Regions from separate parts of the Mus musculus genome. Here region 2 is linked to region 1. A link is a contact called in public HiChIP or PLAC-seq data. All regions are on one chromosome and are shown on one strand. The core of a region is the stretch at or near the end of the contact, and the rest is flanking DNA. Distances in the headings are between cores, read along the strand shown. Region 1 overlaps Nr5a2 (nuclear receptor subfamily 5, group A, member 2). Region 2 overlaps Nr5a2 (nuclear receptor subfamily 5, group A, member 2).

Region 1 (4,007 bases), core at 228-2,727:
TCTTATACTTTAAATCATCTCGAGATTAATTAAACCAATGCAGTATAAACTCTATATAAATAACTACTATATTCTCGAAGGAATGACAACGATCAATGTGTTCATGAGGGTGTAGATAAGTGTTGATTTCTAAATTGTAAGAGTTGTTGTTGGAACTATGGAACTCAGAGCTCCAGTGCACTTGCAGAGAGCATTTGACCCCTCTTACAGCTTACCATCACCAAGAAAGACTTGACACTTTCTTGAAGCCTCTGGCAGCCATCTGGAAGATAAATGGTCTTAATTATATGTGTGATGATCTATTTTAATTAAATTTAGCACTAACATCAAACTCCTACCTCTGCCACCCGAGTGCTGGTGGGACTAAGGTATGCGCCACCACTGCCCAGCTGATAAGCTGTTTTAAGGAAACCATTTGATGACCATTCTCTGCTTCTGCTCATAACTAGTTGTAAAAATCCCAAAGTAAGCCAGGGGTGGTCTTGCCAGCCCATAAGCCCAGCTAGCTGTTTAGGAGGTTCAAATTCATGGTGTTCCTGGCCTATAAATTTAAGTTCTAAGCCAGCCTGAGGAAGTTAATGAGATTCTGTCTCAATTTAAAACGAAATCCTTTTTAAGGGCCAGGAATGTAGCCGAGCCGTAGCTTGCTTACCCAGGAAGCTGGATATCACGTGAAAGTAGAGACAGGAGAATCAGAAGTTCAAGGCCACCCTGAACTACACAGTGAGTTCCATAACTGCTTGGGATACACAAGACTGGATATCAAGTAGCAATAGCAACAGCAACAACAGCAATAATAGTAAAACCAAGCAAGTGTCGGGAATGGAGCTTCATGGTACAGGACTCCCCCAGCACTCATGAAATCCCGAGCTTCATTTCCAGTAAGACACAAAGGAAAACAAGTTGCCCCAGCATGGTGGAGCACAACATTAATCTCAGGTCTTGGGAGGCAGAAGTAGGTGGATCACTGAGTGCAAGGCCTGCCTGGTCTACATAGTGAATTCCAGGATAGCCAGGGCTCACTTAACACCCAACCCCACCCCCAAGTAAAGCCGATGTTTTACTTACACATGTACACAGGCACACACACCTCTCAGATGCAGATGAATAGAGCCCTTTGGGAAAAGACTACGGTGACTGAAGCTGTGGATCCTGACTTCAGTGCTCGTGCAACGTGCTGTTGACTTTGTATTAGTAAATACAGTCCCACGTCTCGACTGTCTGAACGGCGTGTATGATTTATCCTTTGGTTAGTTTCCAGTAGTCTTCAGTTCCTGATGTGTATGGGTTTTGTTCCTTGTTGGAGTTTCAGCCACTGATGCTTCTTCCACTTTGATAAAGACCTTTTTGCTTGGCTCACTTTCCCTGTCTCAGTGCAATCCGTATCCTTGATAGCAGGGCCCACTGAAGGGCACTGAGAGCTAGCTTTCTGTAGGCAGTGAATCACCGTGCTGGCCTCTTGAGCCCAAGCCAGTCAGGGATTTTGTGCAAGAGTCAAAGAATCCTGTACAACCTTCCTAGACAGAAATGTGTGTGTCACTGCTGAGGGATGTACATGCCAATTTAATCTAATAATTATTAACTGTTAATCTCCTATCTCAATCAGACACAGCAGGGACTTAGCGAAGAGGAAACCTATGACCATTAAGTGTGGTTTAAAAAGTTTCCCATCATTTCACACACAAGAAACCATGGCCCATCAATCAGAACTCCTTTCTACTTGTCTGGGGGTACTTGTGGTTAAGCCAGGATGCCTCTTTAGCACCAGTAGGGAAACTTATTTATGAATACATCCAAGGCTGGCAATAGCTCTTATGTGAGAAGAAAGACTTCACCATCTACAGGGTCTCAATCCTGTCTGCTCAGCGGTTGGTGCCATAGACAGGGCTCCTCTTGGGCAATGTCAGGTATACACTGGTGGCCTCAACTGCAATGCCACGTGCTAATTCAATCCCAAGTGTCATCAAGACATAGGAGGGTTTTCTCCTGCAGAGAGGAAAGAGCCCGGCCGGCTGCCTGGTGACTGGCCAGTCATGGGTTGCCTTCTTGGGAGGGGAAGCATTTTTCTGGTCTGGGCTGTGCTTAGTACCAGCTCATGCCAGCTCTTCCCGTGTTGCAAGGACCCAGGAGAGATGTGTAGGGTCCACAGTGGGGTCTTGGTTCTCCCTCACTTAGCATTGGTAGCATGCTCCTGCCATCTTTGACACATGGAAATACTCTGGAGTTACAAAAAGAAAGAGTAGGCTTCTCTTGCAAACCTCTCTGAAAGAGGTCCCACATTGTCGAGTTTGGGGGTGGATCATTTCTTTGTTGTCATGAAGCTATGTGTCCCCATATAAGGAGAGAAACAAAAACAAAATAAAGAACAAATCTCCCCACTTTGCTTTTTTTGCAACACTAAATCCAGGTGGTGAAAGAGGCTTCCAAATCCGGCTGAGGATTTTGACCCCATTGGCTAATCTCTGTTTTTACAGTCCTAACACAAAAATGATTTCTTTATAAATCTAAGAAAGGGACCATTTGCTGGGAAGGTGGATCTTCAAAGGGCAAGCTTAGTCCTGTTGTCATTCTTTGTTGAGGTTTTGACCCAGAAGTTTTGCCCCATCTGCCACCAAGTCTCAAGTCCCCAGGACGCACATTGTAGAGAGAAAGAACTGATTCACACACACACACTTTGAAAGGGATTAAAAACTCTAGGAAGATGCCTACTTATGCACAGTATGCCTGAGTATCAAGATAGGCTACATGTTTTGTGAAATCCAAACTTATGTCCTGGCTGTGTTAGGTTAGAAGGGTTAAGTTCCCAACAGACCCACACAACTCAGGAGGCAAGGATGAACTGGGAAAGTAAGATGAAACCCATCAAAAAGTCCTTTAATCTTGCCATTCTGTGGTAGGTTGCTGCCCTTTCTGAGGCTGGCCCGGTGTTTGCTGTATCAAGGCCTTCCTCTAAATTATACCACACAGTCAGTCCAAAACAACTGCCACTGATGACTGGCCTACAGAGTCCAAGGATACTGTATATTATTCATCTCACATCTCTCCCCGAGTGCATTGCTTAAATTGTTGCTCATGAAGTCAGAGAAGCCAAGGAAATGTCCCAAGGTTCACTGTACAATTAGCATGCAGGCCCAGCTTTTTACCCTTTCATTTGTGATATTCTCATTTAGTAAAACACTCACTAGACACTTGTCAAATGGCCGTGCATGTCTTCATACTATTGTCCTGCTGAGGTGTCTGCAGCTGAGGGGGGAAGGCCAGCAAATAAGCACTTCCCAAAATTTATGTAATCATTTGAAATTCAGAATGGATTGATTAGCATTCACGAGATGCCACAGTTCAATATTTATACCATAGAGATTTCGCAGAGGCAAATAATGGTACATAAAGCTGATGCCTGCCTTAATTAAATGCAGTATAATAGGTGTTGTGTGTGCGTGATTTTTTTGTATGTTTGGTTCCCCCCCACCCCCTCCCAGTGAACAAGGCAGTTTAGCCATGCCCAGATATAATTCATTTTGGACTTCTAAGTTTGAAGTTAATCAATATGTATTTACCACCACTGAAGAAGTGATTATCATTTGTTATCTGTTGGCACAAGAATATAATTGCCCAAATAGCATTCATTTCAGCATATTTCTGAGTAGGTTATGCTTAAAATATTTATTATATGTTAGTTGCTAATGCAATACTGTCATTTTGCTAACTGCTGCTGTTTAGTGAGATGATTTTTTTTTTCCGGAGATTTGGCACAGCAGGTTGAGACTAACTAGCATGACAAAGATAGAAGGGACCTTGCTCAGCTGGCATACATATCTACCCGCTTCCACATGGCAACTGCTCTGTTCACATCCCACAGAAAGTGCCTAGTGGGCATCGGGGTCATACCAGATCCAGCACAATAGCGAGCTTCAGGCCCCTTGAGTCTAGAAAGGGGCAAACCAGTGGCTCACCTATGAGCCCTGTATTTTTTTTAAATCTATTTATTTATTATATGTAAGTACACT
Region 2 (3,983 bases), core at 922-3,421, 71 kb before region 1:
GAGTAGAGAAAAATCACAGGAAGGTGATTGGTGTTGTTAGTGGTGTTCGATTACACCAGCACCCCCAAAAGCCTTGCCAGATCCGGCAGTCTTTTAAGGCAACTCAAAACTGCTGGCATAACTAAACACCAATCACCCCAACTCTATTCCCGTCTAGTATCGTGCCGAATGAGGAGCTGGGGTGCTCAGGGTTAGCTTGTTATCCTTTCGGTCTCAGAGCCGAGAGTGTGGATATTCCATTTGTGTCCCTATTCTTGATTGGTAACATCAGAAAAAGACCAAATCTCATCTCCTGTATTTTTTACACTCTAAACTCTTCAGAACTTTATCTTAGCAACGGGCCAAGGTGAAAAAAATGTTAGGAAAAGTTTTTCTATCTTCACCCCTATCGGAGTTTCTGGATACTGAGGCCAGCCGGCTTGTGATCCCCTTAAAGCTTCCTGCCAGCCGTTTTTGCACGAACTTGAAAGGGTCAGAGAAGTGTTGAGAACAGAGCTCTTGGACTCAATGGTAGGCTGTGCGCTCTGGCCGGGAAACCCAAGATCGCCTTAGGCTCAGGGAAGGGGACAGCAGACGTGCGGGTGGGGTCAGATATCCTGGGTGATCTTGGGGTCTTTCCAAGTCTTTGGGTAGGGTTGTAGAAATTCCCTTGGCCTCAGTCCTTAGACTAACTTTGTGTGTCTGCTACTGAGGAAGCCTTGTTGGCTTGAAGAGATACACCTGGGATTCCTGATAAGTGCCCCAGGCCTGCTTCCTGAGCTCTGGGCTCTGGCCTCTGGCTCCGCTAAGTTTCCTCCCGGCAGAAGGACCAGCTTTTTGCTACTTCCTGCCCCATGCAGGCTTTTAGGGTGGCGGGATCCGGGGCAAAAAAGCGCAGTGGAGCGAAACACGGCGTACTGAGGACTGGAGAGAAATAACCTGGTAACATTTTCTTTGTAAAATTTAGAGGGCCCTTTCTGGCCTCCTGTCCCCCAAGCCAAGACACTAGCTTGCCTTATTGCTGGGGGGCTAGCAGATATGACCCTTCTTTGCACTGGGCTCTAAAGCAGCGTGGGAAAAAGCCTGGCGCGGCTTTGCGGTAGTTTGCAGCAAGGACAGTGCGCGCCTGCCTGCCGGCCGCCGTTGGGTCCCTTACCAGGGACACACTCATACTTTGACGGGTGCTGGAACCCAGAAAGAAAATTCGTTACTGGATTCTCAGGCAGCGCGAAGCATCCAACTTCAAGGGGATTAACGGAGGACCTAGCTTTACAAGACCCAGTTGTTCCCTCACTTTTCCCAGGGGCACAGGGATTTCCAAACCATGGTGGATTTGGTTCTCTGAACTCTTAATTTAGGTGACCCAGGTGCCCTGTGGGTAAACAAACAAACAAAAAAATTCTCAGGGTTCCCAGATGCACCTCTCCCCACTTAGACTCCGAATTTTACCGGAAGATGGGCTTCCGTCTTTCCTTCTATATGGAATCTCTGAGAAGGGCACGGAGAATGTAAGTGATTGCCAATCTGATACTCTTAAATGTGAAGTTAGAGATTACTTTTGGGGGGAGACAGGGAGACAGAAGAGAACACACAACTAGTAAAGTACAGCCCCTCTCAGCCCAGAAACATACCTGGAAACAGAAGTCAGAGTTTTCAGAGTTCCGTAAACTCCCCCAACCCCAAGCTTTTCTTTTCCCAAACCCTCAGGTCCTGATTCTTTAGAGTGTCTCAGCTTCTCTCTAACAGTTGGGGTAAGAGCTGGCTTCGCAGGAGAGAGGCGCGCTCAGCATCCCTTATTTCTGAGTTACTGAGCCCCGGGAATGCCTTTCTTTGCTGGTGCCTCTACCCGAGATCTTTGCAAACTGTTGCTCTCCCGGACCAACTTATGCTACAGCCCAGGGCTCTGTGTCGGGGAACAGACACTTCCTTAAGACAGAAATAAATGAACTTCATTTTAAAAGAATAAAGATACCACCTAGTAATAAAGAGGCATAGTACTTTGGCTCTGGGGTAGGGGCAGTTTCTCCATTTTCTTTTTAGTAAACAAATCTGAGGAAACTTCTGCCAGGCTGTGGGTACCCCTCCCCCGCCCCGCCCCTTGCAATGCCACTGATTAACTTAAAGCAAACTCTCTTTGGAGTTTGTGCGTCTTTGGGTAGCAAAGGGTTGAGCAAGGGGGCCGGAGCCGGGTGCACAAAGGGTTTGAAGAGGGTGCGGGGAGTCCCGGTAGTGGCTGGTTGTACAGATCTGCCCCTTGCCTAGATGCTGGCCCATCCCTGCTCTGCCTCCTGAACTGGGTTTTCAGTCTCATCTGGTAGTGCCTAGGGGTCTGTGGGCCACTAACTAACCTTTCTGTGCACAGTTTATCTTTTTGGCTGCAAAGACTAGGGCGTTAATGTCCCTAGTCATAGGGAGTCAGGATACCATGGTCTGATTTTTGTTCCTCCCGCAATCTCGGAGGTGTTTATACTTTGCAACGCTTCTCCTTATTGAAGCTTGTGAAGTTCATTACAAACAAAGCTCTAGAACTCTGCTAAACCCTCCTGTTTCTTTTCCTTGCTTGTTTCTGCCCCGCTTCCGGGTGTCCTCTCCTCTTCCTTGTTTTTATTTTCACAGGGCATTTTCAAACGTGAGGAGATGAAAGTGGTCAGAACAGACCTACAGTCAATGCGGAACTGAATGTTTTGATTAATCTAACAGACTTGAACCCTGAGAGCCACAGGCTGTTGTTAAAGTTGCTTCTGAGAAGCAAGTTTCTGCAGCTTCATTGCTCTGCAAAAGCGACAATGCGCAAATTAGCATTGCTAAGCCTAGCAAAGGGAGGTGTACTTACATACAGCAAGTCACTGTAGGAGTGTGCCAGTCCCTTACAGCCTCCAAATTTTGCCCCATTCATTAGGCAAAGGCGACATTTGAGAACAGTAGAGAGAGGTTTAAAAGACATTTGAGGTTAACATTTGTATGGTTCATGTTTCCTTTCTGATCTGTTGGTTTTTGGTTAACAGTGGTCACTTTAAAATGTTAACCAAAAAAAAAAAAGTTGGAAACTGAAAAATAATAAAGCACATGTTTATTGATGCACAAAGATGCTCTCCTCATGTTTAAAAGTACTCCTCTTCAATACCACTTGAGTAAACATTATTTTATATTTTATCTGATATCTGGCCACCAACCACATCAGCAATGCTTTTCAGTGCAGCAGCATTAAAACCTATATTGGGAAATTAATAGGGCATGTGTTCATGTTTCTCTTTTTTTTTTTTATTTCAGTGTCTCAATTTAAAATGGTGAATTACTCCTATGATGAAGATCTGGAAGAGCTATGTCCTGTGTGTGGCGATAAAGTGTCTGGGTACCATTACGGTCTCCTCACGTGCGAAAGCTGCAAGGTTTGCCTTTTCTGTGCTACCTAAAAAAGATAGAACGGTTTGACCAAACCCATGGAAACTCTTCAAAGTTAAACCTGTTTGTTTCTTTCTTTCTTTTTTCAACTGGAAAGAGTGGGGTGGGGTGAGGTGGGGGAAGTGTCATAGAGCGACTAGGACTTACAGTATGTCTGATTTAGTTCCAAAGGCAGGTAGGTGCCTATGCTGTAGAAAACTGTCAGACTGGTGGCTTTAAAGTAGTTTATTGTGGTGCGGTGCTGTATCTATAGGGGGACATTCTAACAGTCCTAAATATTGATTTTGCTTGACTTATATATATTTAAAGCATCCTTGTTAAAAGGAAACAGGACAGAGTACAACCCAAGTGTGTTTTAATTTGAGAGGAATCTGTGCTGCAAGTTGGAACATTTTTCTTTAGTCCAGAAGACATGAAGGTCTGATTTCCCAACTGCATGATTTCATCCTGATGGATTCTGAAAATAATTTTAAAAGATTTTTTTTTAATCAAGGTATCAAGAAACCAGATTTTAGTTTCTAATTGAACAATTTTTATTAGTGTATCATATGACTTATTTAAAAGCAGGAGGAATTTGAGTATGTTTAATGTCTCTTATTGTT

The links. HiChIP or PLAC-seq counts read pairs in DNA pulled down with a chosen protein or histone mark.
Region 2: a contact with region 1 is called in an H3K27ac HiChIP or PLAC-seq map of hepatocytes, with 1.9 times the contacts expected there. The contact joins two enhancer-like sites. A contact is called at or near these places in 2 of 484 Hi-C or Micro-C datasets (Sertoli cells and olfactory sensory neurons), 7 of 115 datasets of contacts at active chromatin or transcription factors (embryonic stem cells, fetal liver, hepatocytes and 2 more) and 4 of 9 other capture datasets (adipose tissue, embryonic stem cells, liver and 1 more).

The regions. Positions count from the first base shown.
Region 1 is chr1:136,872,666-136,876,672 of GRCm38.p6, reverse strand. All of the region lies in intron 8 of Nr5a2 (nuclear receptor subfamily 5, group A, member 2), which reads left to right. Among named protein-coding and RNA genes, the nearest start is that of Nr5a2, 86 kb to the left of the region's middle. Within about 2 kb of position 1,477, at least 2 of the 459 cell types and tissues checked have an H3K27ac peak or open chromatin away from gene starts, as enhancers often do. A contact at or near this core is called in hepatocytes, where this site is marked.
Region 2 is chr1:136,944,344-136,948,326 of GRCm38.p6, reverse strand. It overlaps Nr5a2 (nuclear receptor subfamily 5, group A, member 2), which reads left to right. Exons shown (of 9, transcript NM_030676.3): 4 at 3,250-3,368. Among named protein-coding and RNA genes, the nearest start is that of Nr5a2, 14 kb to the left of the region's middle. Within about 2 kb of position 2,171, at least 5 of the 459 cell types and tissues checked have an H3K27ac peak or open chromatin away from gene starts, as enhancers often do. A contact at or near this core is called in hepatocytes, where this site is marked.